Regions from separate parts of the Mus musculus genome. Here region 2 is linked to region 1. A link is a contact called in public Hi-C data. All regions are on one chromosome and are shown on one strand. The core of a region is the stretch at or near the end of the contact, and the rest is flanking DNA. Distances in the headings are between cores, read along the strand shown.

Evidence for each region. A called contact is a pair of places that touch in the nucleus more often than the background predicts.
Region 2: a Hi-C map of B cells shows a contact between it and region 1, with 5 read pairs. The contact joins the promoter of Brat1 here to the promoter of Lat2 in region 1. A contact is called at or near these places in 1 of 484 Hi-C or Micro-C datasets (B cells) and 1 of 9 other capture datasets (adipose tissue).

What each region holds. Positions count from the first base shown.
Region 1 is chr5:134,613,398-134,620,209 of GRCm38.p6, forward strand. Lat2 (linker for activation of T cells family, member 2) reads right to left here and starts at 1,628. Exons shown (of 13, transcript NM_020044.3): 1 at 1,492-1,628. Eif4h (eukaryotic translation initiation factor 4H) reads right to left here. Exons shown (of 7, transcript NM_033561.2): 7 at 6,475-6,812.
Region 2 is chr5:140,700,209-140,707,269 of GRCm38.p6, forward strand. It overlaps Brat1 (BRCA1-associated ATM activator 1), which reads left to right and starts at 4,803. Exons shown (of 14, transcript NM_181066.3): 1 at 4,803-4,867; 2 at 5,745-5,888. The coding sequence starts at 5,762. It overlaps Iqce (IQ motif containing E), which reads right to left and starts at 2,170. Exons shown (of 23, transcript NM_028833.3): 1 at 1,974-2,170. The coding sequence starts at 2,009.

The DNA of each region.
Region 1 (6,812 bases), core at 378-2,877:
TGAGAGGTGCTTGCGACCGAGTCTGATGATCTGAATTCATCCCCAGGACCCACACGGTGCTGAGAAGTTATCTCTCAGAAGTTATTCTCTGGCCTACACCGTGCTACATGCACATCCATCCACACATGTGGTAATAAAAGAATGTATTAAAATATTGAAAAAAAAAAGGCAGGTGTGAGTACATGGGGTGCTTCCTGGACAGGGCCTGGGGCTTGCTTCTCAGTTGGGGATCCCTCTGAGCCCAAATGTTTTCTTCCTCCCAAGGAGCAAATGGAGGTTCAGAGAGGCGCATACTGTGCCACAAAGAAACACTGGAAAAGATGGAAACCCAGAGCAGGCCCGGTGAATTCCCTCTATCCTATCTGATGCTCTCTACCCTGAGAGTAGAGGCAGAGGGTGAGGGGAACAGAGGGTAGGGCTGCAGGAGGAATGGCCCAGCAGTCTCAGAAGGCCCCAAGGGGCCAGGCAGGGCTAGCTGTGGGTGTGTGGGGGACCGCCACAGCTCTGTGGCTCCGTGGGCCAAAATAGCTCAAAGGGAAGTGGGCAGTTTTCATATGAGCAAGGCTTGCTTCTGAGGACTGCATCGGAGCTTCTAACCTCAGTGGCCCTTCGTGAGTGATCACTGCGGCAGCTCGTTCTTCGGGGTAAAAAGGCCATGAGGGTCTGTTGGATGAAGTACATGACCCGTCTCACACCAGGGATGGCTTTATTCATGGGGTGCTACTCTGAGGCCTGCAGGCTTAGCTGAATAACATTTCTGTGGTTTGAGCCTTTGCGGCAGGGCCTCACAATGGAGTACTGCCTGGCCTTGAACTTAGGGTCTCCCCACCTCAGCATTCCTAATGCCCTGATGGAGGAGTGTACAGTACCCAGTCTGACCAAATAACTTGGGCCTTCAAATGAGGCGGAGAGAAGACCCTGAAGACACCTACTGGAGGCCAGCGGGCGACTGTTCACGTACATATGTGAGTATGTCTATGTACAGAGGTCTGGCAGGCCTTGTCCCTGGTCAATCTGGGCCACCTGTTCAAAGCCGGAACCAAGGAGCCCACCAACGTTACAAGGATTATCTGTCAGAAAGTACAAGCTGGCTCAGGCCTGGATGGACTTCTGGGGATAGCAACTTCCTCCTGGCTGGAACAGGGCTTGGGCACAGTTCCCCAAAGCATCCAAGTTCCATACACAGGCCTGTGGCATTAGCCAACCCTCAACGGGCGGGAGAATCTCACATCTCTGGCTCTTAGCTGGCCCTCTCCAGTCACTGGTAGTGACAGAACCACCCTAGGGGCTTCTTGGGGGGTCTCAGAGGCTAGGGGTTTGGGAAGCCAATGATAGATAAGTGGGTGCCTGGAGCCCTGCATAGGCTTTCCTTAAGGGCCACAGCACTAGGCCAGGGTGGGAGGTATCAGGTATCTCGGCTTCCGCTCCGTCTATCCCTAAGGGTCTTGTGGGGTGTAGCACAACAGGGGAGCACCCCTGGGAAAGGCTTACCTGAGGGTGAGGGCTCCTCACCATGGCCCCTTCATCTTGTGCCGCACACCTGCCCAAGCTGATGCCAACACCACTGACTCTGGTGAGCAGTGGGCAAGGCAGTTGGCTTCCTGTCACTACTGAATCATCTCCTCTACATCCGCCTCGGCCAGACTACTAGGGTGGTTAATGACAAAGTGGGTGGAGCAGAGACAGAAAAAGATGCAGAGATACAAAGCGAAGTTAAAGCTGGGCATGGTGGTGTGTGCTGTTAAATGCCTGCACTTGGGAAGCAGAAGCAGGCAGAGCTCTGAGTTTGAGGCCAGCCTGGTCTATATAAGCTAGGACAGCTACAGTGAGACCCTGTCTCAAAAAAGACTCCCTGGGTAATGGCACGTTCCACCAAGCTGGACAACTTGGAACCAGAGGAACCAGGGTTCCTATCACCAGGAACCATGAAGTGAGTGTCTAGTTGTCCTCTGATGCATATGTACATACACACAGGCTTATGTGCAGTGTGCATGTGCACACACATGCACATGTATGTGCACACACTCCTGGGGGTGGAGAGGCAATAAAAAAGAAAACAGACATAGGGAAAATGGGAAGTGAGAGATGGGCACAGGCACGGGCAGACTGAAAGCCAAGCACACACAGTACATGCCCACCACAGAGCAAGGTCACATGGAGGAGGGAGGGCTACAGTGATCGACGGGTAGAGAGTCAACCCCAGAGTTCACATGGACACAGACATGGAGAGGACGGAGTTTCGAGGGACATGTACACACTCACGCACGTGCCACAGTCAGACACCAGAGATGGGGACACACACACACAGATGCACAGGTCAGGAGAGGACCAGAAAGACAGAGAGGCAGATATGTAGACGCTGACAACCACAGGTAAGAGGAAGCTAGAATCCTTCCAGCATCCACAGGCATCTGAGAATGGGGATCAGAGAGAGAGATTAGGGCAGTGGAATCCCATAGAACAAATACTAACCGGCAGATAAAAGAGATAAGGGACAGAGGATACAGGGAGAAAGACGGGAATAAAGATGGCAGATGGAACAAAGGACCACTGTGCCAGAGACAGCTGGATAGACAAGCTGCCTCTGTGTGTGGGTGGTGGTAGTGGGTGAATGTAGAGGCCAGAAGTCAGTCTTGGTGTCTTCCACATTTTAGTTTCTTTGAGACCGAGTTTCTGTGTAGCCCTGGCTGTCTTGAGACTCACTCTGTAGAGCAGGCTGGCCTTGAACTCAGATTTATGCAGACTGTGTCATCTACTTTTTAAAAACCAAATTGTCAGCCGGGCGTGGTGGCGCACGCCTTTAATCCCAGCACTCGGGAGGCAGAGGCAAGTGGATTTCTGAGTTAGAGGCCACTATGGTGAGTTCCAGGACAGCTAGGACTATACAGAGAAACCCTGTCTCGAAAAACCAATCCAAACCAACCAAACAAAAAAACCCAAATTGTCTTTATTACATCTATTTCTTTGTACGTTAGTTCTTTTTTGTTTGTTTTGAGACAGGGTTTCTCTCTCTGTGTAGCCCTGGCTGTCCTGGAACTCACTCTGTAGACCAGGCTGGCCTTGAACTCAGAAATCTGCCTGCCTCTGCCTCCCAAGTGCTGGGATTAAAGGCGTGCGCAGGGCTGGTGAGATGGCTCAGTGGGTAAGACCACCTGACTGCTCTTCCAAAGGTCCGGAGTTCAAATCCCAGCAACCACGGTGGCTCACAACCATCGGTAATGAAATCTGACTTCCTATTCTGGAGTGTCTGAAGACAGCTACAGTGTACTTACATATAATAAATAAATAAATATAAAGAGTAAACAGTTAAAAAAAAAAAAAAAAAAGGCGTGCTGGAAACTACCTCTACCACTGAGCCATCTTGCCACCTCCTGGTTGTAATTTTTCTGTGTTTTGGGTTTCACTGTATAGTCCTGGCTGGCCTGGGAACTCACAGATCCTCCTGCTTCTTCCCAAGTGTTGGGACCATACCAAGCTTCCACCTTGACTGTTCCCTTTCACTGGCCAGAGACTCCAGAGACTCACCGAGTTAGTCCAGGCTGGCTGGTCCTGCAAGCTCCAGATAGCCATGTTCCCATGTCCCCAAAGCTAAGAGCACACGTCGTTTGTGCCCAGCTTCATTGAGAGCTGGGGATCCAAGCTCGGGTTCCTCAGGCTTTTGAGAACACTAATAACTGAGCACCCCCTCCACCCCCAGCCAAGGCCATTTCTCAGTTGGGGGTATCACTGCCTGTAGTGGGGAGGAAGGACATAGGCAGGAGGCAATCTGCTGTGAGTTTAGTGCTAGCCTGGGTGTTTCTTCCCCAGTCTGTGCCCCAAGCCTGCTGCTGCCACCCTGTGGTGAAGCAAAGTAGCACAGGCATGGGGACGATCACCAGGAGACTCAGTTGACCATTGAAATCTGTGCTGACCACAGGTAGTGCGGATGCATTCAGTTCATCAGACTTTTTTTTCCCCACGGGGTCAGGTGGGGAGGCAGAGAACCCCTAAGAGGATCATGGTTGGCCTCTTTCCCACTTGCACCTACACAGTAGCTCACAGTAGTCCAACTTCACTCAGTTCTGGAGGGACCCATTCATCTTGGATCCCTGGCACAGTCACTTGTAACCTCAGCCCCGTGCCTGCTTCTGGATTCCTTTTTAGAGATACCCCCCCCCCCCCCACACACACACAACCTACCAACACCAAAACTGGGATGTTGTTCAGTTGGTGCTCGCTTGGGTTCCATTTCTAACACAGCACAGCTAGATATGGAGGCACACCCCTGTAGTGTTCTAATTTTTCATTTTTAGACGGCCTCTTGGCTATGTAGTCCAGGATGGGCCTTGAACTTGCAGACCTCCTGTCTCAGTCCCTGGAATAGCTAGAATTACTGAAGCACTCCAAGTGTCTTGAAAGCATGTATGTCTGTGCAACACTTGTGTGCCTGGTTCTTGGTGGCCAGAGGGCATCAGACCCCTAGAAGTTATACTGCTGTGAGCTACTATGGAGGTAGCTGGAAGGTCAGCAAACGCTTTTTAACAGATGAGCCAGATTTCCAAGCCCTGAACCATGGTCTGTCGTTCTGAGACAGGGCTTCTATGTAGGCCAGGCTGCCTTTGATCCCAGAGATCTGCCTGCCTCTGCCTCCTGAGCACTGGGATTAAAAGACTCACACAGCTTCAGTAGTGAGTTTATTCTTAATTTCAATAGAATGATATGAGACTTCTACCAATCCCAAGGGCCCTTGGTGGTAGTCTGACTCCCTTCAGAGGGACACGCTGGGATAGCCACTGCTCTGCTAATCACTTAGTGCATCTCCCAGGGAATTCAGACTAACTAGGGTCCAACGGAACACTACAGCCACCCATCACAGTAAGCATCTGCTTTTACGAGTTATCCGATGTTTGAGAGCTGAAGATGCATTGGCTGTTTTCCTTGTGAGAAACTTGTGAAAGTCCACTACTTTCTGAGGAGTAAACTGTCTGTTAGGCATGCAGCAAGTCTCCTTAACCGACTAAGCCATTTCACTGTCCTGTCTTCAATTTTGTGGGTCACCTTCATAAGAATACTGCTGCTGCTCTTGAAGACAATCTGGGGTTCAAGTGCTATATACCCACCTGAGAGCTGTTAATTCTAGCTCTGGGAGATCAAATGCCCGACTACTCCATGGGCAGACCATGCACAGGGGGCATTACATGTTTATCAGGCAAAAAGCTCAAGCACACTCAATCTCTGGGCCAGCGAGACCACTCAATGAAATGGAGCATTGGCGGCTCTTGCAGAGGTCTTGGGTTTGATCCCAAGCACCCACAGGACACCAACTCCAGTTCCTTCCTTCAGCATTTGCCAGCCCTAAGTAGCACACATGGATACCCATCATCTTCTATCCATCATGGACATCCAACAATACAAAAGGTCCTGCCCCCAAAGTCATCAATATTCAGACTCTGGATCAACAGAAAGAATCCCAAAGCAAGAACATCACAGAGGGCAGTAGTGCACTTGGGAGGCAGAGGCAGGTGGATTTCTGAGTTCGAGGCCAGCCTGGTCTATACAGAGAAACCCTGTCTCGAGGGGGGCGGGGGAAGAAAAGGGCATCATAGAGGCTGGCATGTGGTGGAGTTGTAGTTTTTATGTAGCAATATAGGTCTTCTGGCCAATTCCCAGGACCAAACAAAACAAAATAGGAAATCCCACAAAAGCAGAGAAACCAGGAGCCAATTGTCTGAACTCATCTACATCACTGATGTACAGTCTAAACACTGAAAAAGATCCTTTCCATTTGGGCACTCTGCTAGGACCACAGAGGTAGTAGTAAACTAACCATGTAAGCTCCTCTCCCATTTTAGAGGCGTGGTCTCACTATGTAGGGGCCACACTATTCTTGAATTCAAGAGCCCCCGACTGTCTGCCTCCTGTATGCTGGGACTGAAGATGTGCCATATGCTCCACACAAACATCTTATGTATAAGGGTGTTTTATCTGCATAGGCACTCATAGGCTCGAATGGTCGCACCCAACCTCCTGGGCTGGAGTTACAAATGCTTGCCAACTGCCATGTAGATGCTGGGAATTGAATCTGGGTTCTCTGGAAGAGAAACTGGTGCCCTCAACTACTGAACCATCTCTAGCTTCTCGAAGCCCTCCTCTTACCAGAGCTCATACATGTGGCTAGACTGGCTGGCAAGCAAGTCCAGGTATCTTTCTGTCTCCATTTCCCGGGTGCTGGGATTATGGGTACACATGACGTTTTACATGGATGCTGGAAATGCTTACACAGTAAACACATGTCCTAGTGCCGAGATGACTAGCCTACCTCCAGTTTCTTCTTTAGAGGTTCCAAGATCAGGATTCTGCAAACTAGGTCACACAACATACTCAGTGGCAGTGTGCGCAGCAGGACCATGGTCAACACGCCAGCCTAACTCCTTGTAAATGCTTCTCTGTAGCACCCCAAGGTTCACAGCTCCCAAGTGGCCAGAAAGACAAGCATAAGTGTTATGTAAGGTTCTCTTTTATTTAAAAGATCATTCACAAAATACCATATCCATAGACTCACTTTCTGTCATAGAACTGAATGTGTTAAGTGTTTGGAATTCCATTCTTACAGTCAGCTGGGTGCCCAGCAATGTGGATGGACGGGCCTGTCTTTTCCGCATTGGAGATGGATTACATCATCTGAAAGCATCAGCTTTGATTACAACCACGCAATGCATGTCTGTCTTAAGTTAGGTATTGGTGTTACACAAATGGTTCTTATCTCAGAAGCAGAGAAGATGGCAGGCGAGGGAAGGAGTGAGAGTTCTGTAAATTGCCGAGACCTTGCAACA
Region 2 (7,061 bases), core at 3,553-6,052, 6.1 Mb after region 1:
CGCTGTTTCAGCACCCCCGGGGGTACTCTGCTACTATTCAAAGAATGATGAGACTCTGCCCATCTTCTGGCAGAAGTTTTGCATACACACCTTTTAATGTCATGCTTTCTATTTAAAGATATGTAAACTCTATTTGTGTGTGTGTGTGTGTGTGTGTGTGTGTGTGTGTGTACATGTGTGCATGTATGCAGGTGCCAGGTGCCAGAAGAGGTTGCGGGATACCCTGGAGGTGGACTTCTAAGCAATTGTGAACTGCTCGGAATGGAGCTCTATCTGGCTGCCTATTTGTGTATGTGCGTCTGTGTGTGCATGCTTGTGGAGGGAGGTCTGAAACAGACCCTGTGACTGCTTTCACGCCTTTCCACTGTGACCTAGGCTCTCTTGCTAAACCCAGTTGTAGCTAGTCTAGCTAGCCAGCTTGCCCAGGGAGTTCCCCTGTCTTCAACTCCTGAGCATTTGGAATTACAGGCAGCAGCCATACCCATGGGTCTTGGATGTGGGTTCGGGAGTGCAGGCAAGCATTTTATCCACTGAGCCCAGTCTCCCCAGTCCTTGGTTACATTTTGGAACACCAACCTCCTGGAGGTGCAAGCCTGTAATCCTAGGATCTGGCAAGCTGAGGCAGGAGGAGGCTGAATTTGAGGCCAACCTGGGCTACATACAAAGAGCGTTTAAAAAAAAATACCGAAAATGCTAGCAACAAAATTAATGGTAAGAGTTATACAACTGTAGAAATATGATCTCTTTTTTAAAAATGTATGGGAGGAGATGCATATGAGAAACACAATTTATATTAATTGGATTTCTGTGGATGGCTAGGTTATGGTAACTTGCCATATGTATTGAAAGAGTCATGAACTATCTTTGTAATCTCAACACAAGAAATTTCATTAATTTATTCATTTACTTTACATCCGGTTCGAAGTCTTCCCCCACCAAGTCCCACCCTTAGTGGGGATGGTTTTAACTTCTTAAAGGTCTGGAGATGCAGTTCTGCGAGCGAGCCCGGTGAGGGGTGCGGGTGGGGGGCGCTCAGTGGTAGTCAGAAATTAAGTGCTTGCCTAGAATCCCCCAGTGACCCAGCTGGGGAGGTTTATCTGTAGCGCTCTAGTCTGGCATGAGGGTTTCAGTCCCCAGTAGCACCCAAAAAACAGAGATGAGGGAGCAGTTACTGGGGGCAGCTACTGAAGGCAGTGTTGAGAGAGCGACCTCCAAAACTAGGCAAATCTTGGAAAGCTTCGAGTGCAGGAACAAGTAGGGAATCCCAGCTGCTCTCTGCTGACCTAAGGCTTAGTCGTTCAGTCTGTTGTGGAGGCTCTCACAGGCGTCCCCTGGACCCTTGAAAGTCATATTTCACCATGGCCAGGTCCCTGCCTACCTCCCTCAGTGCCCTTCTAAATCTCAACTCCAAAAGCTTGCTTTCCGGTGTGCTACTTTCCCCGGCCTTGCGGCCTTTACATTTAATGCTCCTACTGGCTCTAAACCTGTACCAAGCTGCTCCCTACATCAGCCTATTGCCCTGTCCTATAGCCACCGCCCCTCTCCCACCGCCCCCCGGAATGTACAAAGTTCACTTGATACCGACACGCAGAGAGTGAGAGAGGCACACCTCTTCCAGAGATGACTCCCGGACCCGTGCAAAACTAGCCTTGGGGGAGGCTGGGGACAGGACTTCCCCCTTGCCCTGGATCGCTCCGGGGAGTCGCGAGACCACAGCCTACAGCAACACTTACGAGAGGAGCTTATCGTCGGCCGGCTGCAGCCTCAGACCCGCAGCGCGTGCGGGAGGGGCGCAGTCCCGGGGGCTTCCTGGAAGTAGTGGCCTCCGCGAGCGCAGGCGGGAGCTAGAGGCTGCTGGGGCGCGGGCACGGTGGCGGCCGACGCCCGGAGATGGCTCTTGTGCGGTAATAATCGGCCTGCCGGAGCTGGCTGCCACCGTGCGCCCTTCCTCCCTCCGCCCCAAGGCTCCTTACCGTCTCCGAGGCTATATCTGTGGTGCCCAGGCTCATAGCGGCAGCGCTGCGCGGCCTCCGGGTCCTGCGAGCTCTGCCCTCGGCTTGGGAGGCCTGCCAGCCGCCCTGGTACCATGGCAACCGTGCCGCGGCCACAGAGCCCCGGATGTGGTCCTTCCTCCGGAGCCCGACGAATCTTGTGCACGCGCAAAGTGTGCGCGAGCAAGGGGCCTACCAAGCACTCTCCCGGGGTTGCACGGCGCAATCCGTTCTTGTGGTCTTGTGGGCTTTTTTTTTTTTTTTTTGGTTGTTGTTTTGTTTTGTTTTGTTTCGTGGGATGCGTGAATTAATTGGCTTCCCGCAGGCAATACTAACTTTCTACCTGGAAGCCATGCTCTCAGATCCAACTTCAGGAGCCCGGGTTGGATTTCGGCAAACACTGGCTGCAACTATGTAGTCCAGTGGGCAGAGGTTCCGAGGGTCGCCATGTTGAGTTGAAAAGAGAGCATAAAGCACCATCCTTAACGATACGCAAGATTTGAGATTGGGGACATCAGCCTATTTACATGTTTGTTTTTTTTCTGTAAAGAAACTGAGATGTTGGGGGCCAAGGTGACTGACTCCCTAGTTGTTAGACCTGGGGTCTGGCGCCATGAGGATAAGACTGCCCATGGGCCAGCACCAACTGCTTTAAACCCTCAGCTGACGGTTTGCTATCACAAGCCTCTCTGAACTCTCCAGGATTCCGTGGCTTTCCAACCCAGGCCAGATAGGGAGCACTTCCCTGGTGGCCCAGCAGGCCAGTGATAGATGAAAACAGTATGTCATTTGCCTCTGTGTGTGTGTGTGTGTGTGTACACGCGCGCGCACGCGCGCGCGTGATCCTGTCTGCCTCATCAATGCTGGGGTTACAAATGTGTATCGCTATGCCCTCCTTTTATTTTGTCCCCTTCCGCCCCCATCCCATCTCCTTTATGGATTCTGGCGACTCCTGTTCTTAGGCTTGCAAAGGGACTATTCCCCAGCACACATTCATTTTTTTGAGTAAACAGCTCTCTGCAACTGGGTGGCTTTGCAACATTAAGCTTAATACAAGGATTCTCCTGGGAGGTTTTTTTTTTCTTGCTTGTCTAAGGACCCATGATTTGCCAAAGAATAACAGCCCAGACTCAGTATGTAAACGCAGAGTAGTTTTTTGGTTTTGTTTTTTTTAAGATTTTATTTATTAGCCTGGCAGTGGTGGAACATGCCTTTAATCCTAACACTTGGGAGGCAGAGGCAGAGGCAGAGGCAGGCAGATTTCTGAGTTTGAGGCTAGCCTGGTCTATAGAGTTCCAGGACAGTCAGAGCTACACAGTGAAACCCTGTTTATTTATTTAATGTGTATGACTACACAGTAGCTGTCTTCAGATACACCAGAATCCGTTACAGATGGCTGTGAGCCACCATGTGGTTGCTGGGAATTGAACTCAGGACTTCTAGGAAGAGCAGTCAGTGCTCTCAACAGCTGAGCCATCTCTCCAGCCTGCAGTGATATTTTCTGCAGAAGCCCAACATGCTGGGGTCTCCCATTACCAAGATAGAGACAACCAAGCTCACAGGTCTGATTTCCAGGGCAGATGAGCATTATCTTACTCTATCTCTAGGCATTCGGGAACCATGCCCTAAAAGAGATTGTGTGTGTGTGTGTGTGTGTGTATGTGTGTGTGTGAGACCTCGGGGCTGGGAACCAAACTCTGTTCCTCTGGAAGAGTAAAAGGTATTCTTTACCACTGACCCATCTCTCTAGTTCCCGATGGCCTACTTTTAATCTTTATTAGAAGAGCAGGCTGAAGTTGTGAAGAGTTGGTAACAATGGATGGCAGACAGAAGGCAAGCGGGGATAGAGGACTGGGGCTGTGAAGAGCTACAGAAATACAGGCTTTGGTGACTGGAGGGTCCTGACACTCTAGACCCCGGAGTTTAGCGCTACCCGCTGTGGGAACCGAGGGTTTCAGCACCGGCTGTGCTGACTCACCTGCTGCTGCCCACACCTAACGCTAAAGCTGAAAGCAAGGGCTAGAAGACCCAGTAAAATTCGGAGACCTTAAAAGCCTAGACACAAGGCGGGTGTGGTGGTGCACGCCTTTAATCCCAGCACTCCGGAGGCAGAGGCAGGCGGATTTCTGAGTTCGAGGCCAGCCTGGTCTACAAAGTGAGTTCCAGGACAGCCAGGGCTGTACAGAGAAACCCTGTCTCGAAAAACCAAAGGAAAAAAAAAAAAGCCTAGACACGTGGCCTGAGGCCAGCGAGGCCTTGCCTCCCAGCGGAAAGCCACGCCCACACCGAGCCCGCCTGGGGACGCTCCGCCCACTGCCTGCGTGGGCACGTACCATAGAACGCCCTGGCGGGGACGTGATAATTCCGAGAGATTGATACAGTGTGAAAATGCCAAACTGCACACAGCTGGAGCGCGTTTACAGGGTTTGAACCTTAGGGGTGATCGGAACGGCAGGGTCATCACTGGTCTCCAAGCGCGTCAACCCCGCTCTTTACACCCCTCCCCATGTCCGTCACGTGGTACAGACTTAGGGCGGGGCCTGTGGAGACGGAAACCCGAGCAACACTGAGGGGCGGAGCCTATAGCAACGTGGAGAGGAACTTCCGTCAGGGGCGGTGTCTGAGGGGTGGGGCCTCGTTGAAGGCGGAGTGAGACTTGAAGCTGGCGAGGTGGAGCCAATTCCCGCGGCGGGGCGGGGCCTGTGCTGTTGGGCCAGGCTCGCGTTGCGTGAAGCGAACTCTGAGATGGGGCAGGACCTGGGGAGGGCGGGGCCTCGGCCAGCGTAAAGCGGAATTTGCGGAGGGGAAGGCGGGGCCTGCCTTAGACACCGGAACCTCAGCGGGCGAGGCGCACGCAGGCCGGGGTGGAGATCCTGGTAAGGCGGAGTTCGAGCTTCGGCCAGGCAGTCTAATGGTGCATTTTGCACTCTCGGGCCTAATTCCCGTAGCGGAGGGATGCGGGGGCGGGATTAGAACCCCTAGGCTAACTCGCAGTCGCCGAGAGCGCACCTCTTACCCGGATTTGGGAGGTACGGACGATGCATGTCAGGGTCCAGACAGCACAAAAATCATTGCCCTCCAAGATGCATATTTCTGTCTTGAAGAGACACTTAGTTGGAGGCCGCGGGGTTGTCACTTGCAGCCTCTATCGACTTGGGCTGTGACACCCACCTTCCTGCGCACTCCTCCGTGGCTTGGAGGATTGTCTCATCCAGGTTTCTCTTGACCGTTGGGAACGGATTTAGGGATCAGGTGCCTGGGTGAACAGTCTCCTGCGCACCTGGCTGATCCCCTGACTGTTCTCGCAGCTAGGTTAATAGACAGCTACACCCCCACCCCATAACACCAAACCCCCAAGTTAACAGGCTTTGACAGCAAAGGCCTTGTGGCTCTGACTAACCTGTCCTCACCCACAGAGCAGCTTCTAGGGCTCAATCCTCTTGTCCAGGTTCCCCTGGACTGAGCTTAGCATCTTTGTGGACTTAAGAGTTCTGGTCCACAGGGCAGTGGTGGCTTGCCTTTAATCCCAGCACTTGGGAGGCAGAGGCAGGCGGATTCCTGAGTTCGAGGCCAGCCTGGTCTACAGAGTGAGTTCCAGGACAGCCAAGGCTACACAAAGAAACTCTGTCTCAGGAAAAAAAAAAAAAGAGTTCTGGTCCACGTGAAGTTGTCTGGGCCCATCCCCCAGTTAGGCTGCCTGTAACTAGGGTAGTTGGTATCAAATCTGTGGCTGACCTCTCCCTTCCTCTGTAGGAACTGCCTGCCTGATCATGGACCCAGAATGCTCCAGGCTCCTCCCGGCTCTCTGTGCTGTTTTGGCAGATCCCAGACAGCTGGTGGCAGATGACACCTGCTTGGAGAAACTGCTGGACTGGTTTAAAACAGTGACAGAGGCAGGTGAGGACACGGCTTAGAGAATTGTCCATCCACGTGGTGTCTTTACTTCATTTCCTTGAGGCCCTGTGGCTGTGGCTGATCAGGGAGAGGGGAGATGGAGTACTAGGGACTGACCTGAACTGTGGAGTCATGTAGTGACAGTCCCATTGGCTCCGACCACAGTTCACATTAGGAGTTTGCAGAGCACGCACCTACCTTGTTTTGCTGTCTTCTATGTATCTGGCTTGTCTTGAAGAAGTCAGATCTCTGGGTGGGTGTGGTGGGACCTGTCATCTAAAAGCCAAGACAAGAGGACATTAACAACGCTAAATTTGGGTTCAAGGCCAGCCAGAGTTACATCCTTTCTGTGTGGGTGGACCTTAATTTAATCACTGGCATTGTTGTATGTGTTTCCATTTTTTTTTTCTCCTGAAACAGGGTTTCTCTGTGTAGCTCTGGCTGTCCTGGAAATCACTTTGTAGACCAGGCTGACCTGGAACTCAGAGATCTGCCAGTGTCTGCCTCCTGAGCGCTGGGATTAAAGGAGTGCGCACACGACTCTTTTTTTTTTTTTTTTTTTTTTTTAAGTGCTATACTGGTTTTCCTTGAGCATGAGAGTTCCTGGGCAAATGAAAATTTTACCTCTCCTGTTTGATTGGTTGATCATGTTCTTCAGACAGGTTCCATTAGCCTTGTCTTGTCATTAATTCCTTCCTTCATTTCTTCTTTGGCTTATTCTGTTCTTTTTCTTTTCTTTTGAAGCATATTCTAACGTAGCCAAGGATGACCTTGAACCTCTGGTCCTCCCTTGTGTAGATCTGGATGCTGGGATGGTGCGGTATATACCATCACACCCTGTTTGTATTAGATGCTGAGGATAGAGCCAGGGCTTCCTACATAGCAGGCAAGCCCTTGATCAACTGAGCTTCAACCCCAGCCCTTACCTTTTCTTTTGTGTTTTGTCTCACCTGTTTTCTAAGTTATGGAATTTAAAATGATTAAAAGGTAACATGTTAGTTGAATCCTACAAGGTTTATTGCCTTGTACTTTTGTAATTAGGTTTTGAATTTGTGTATTTTGCTTTTTGAGACATGGTTTCTCTTTGTATCCTTGACTGTCCTTCTCTCTTTATAGACCACACTGGCTTCGAACCATTGAACTCTGAGATCCTCCTGCCTTTGCCTCCTGAGTGCT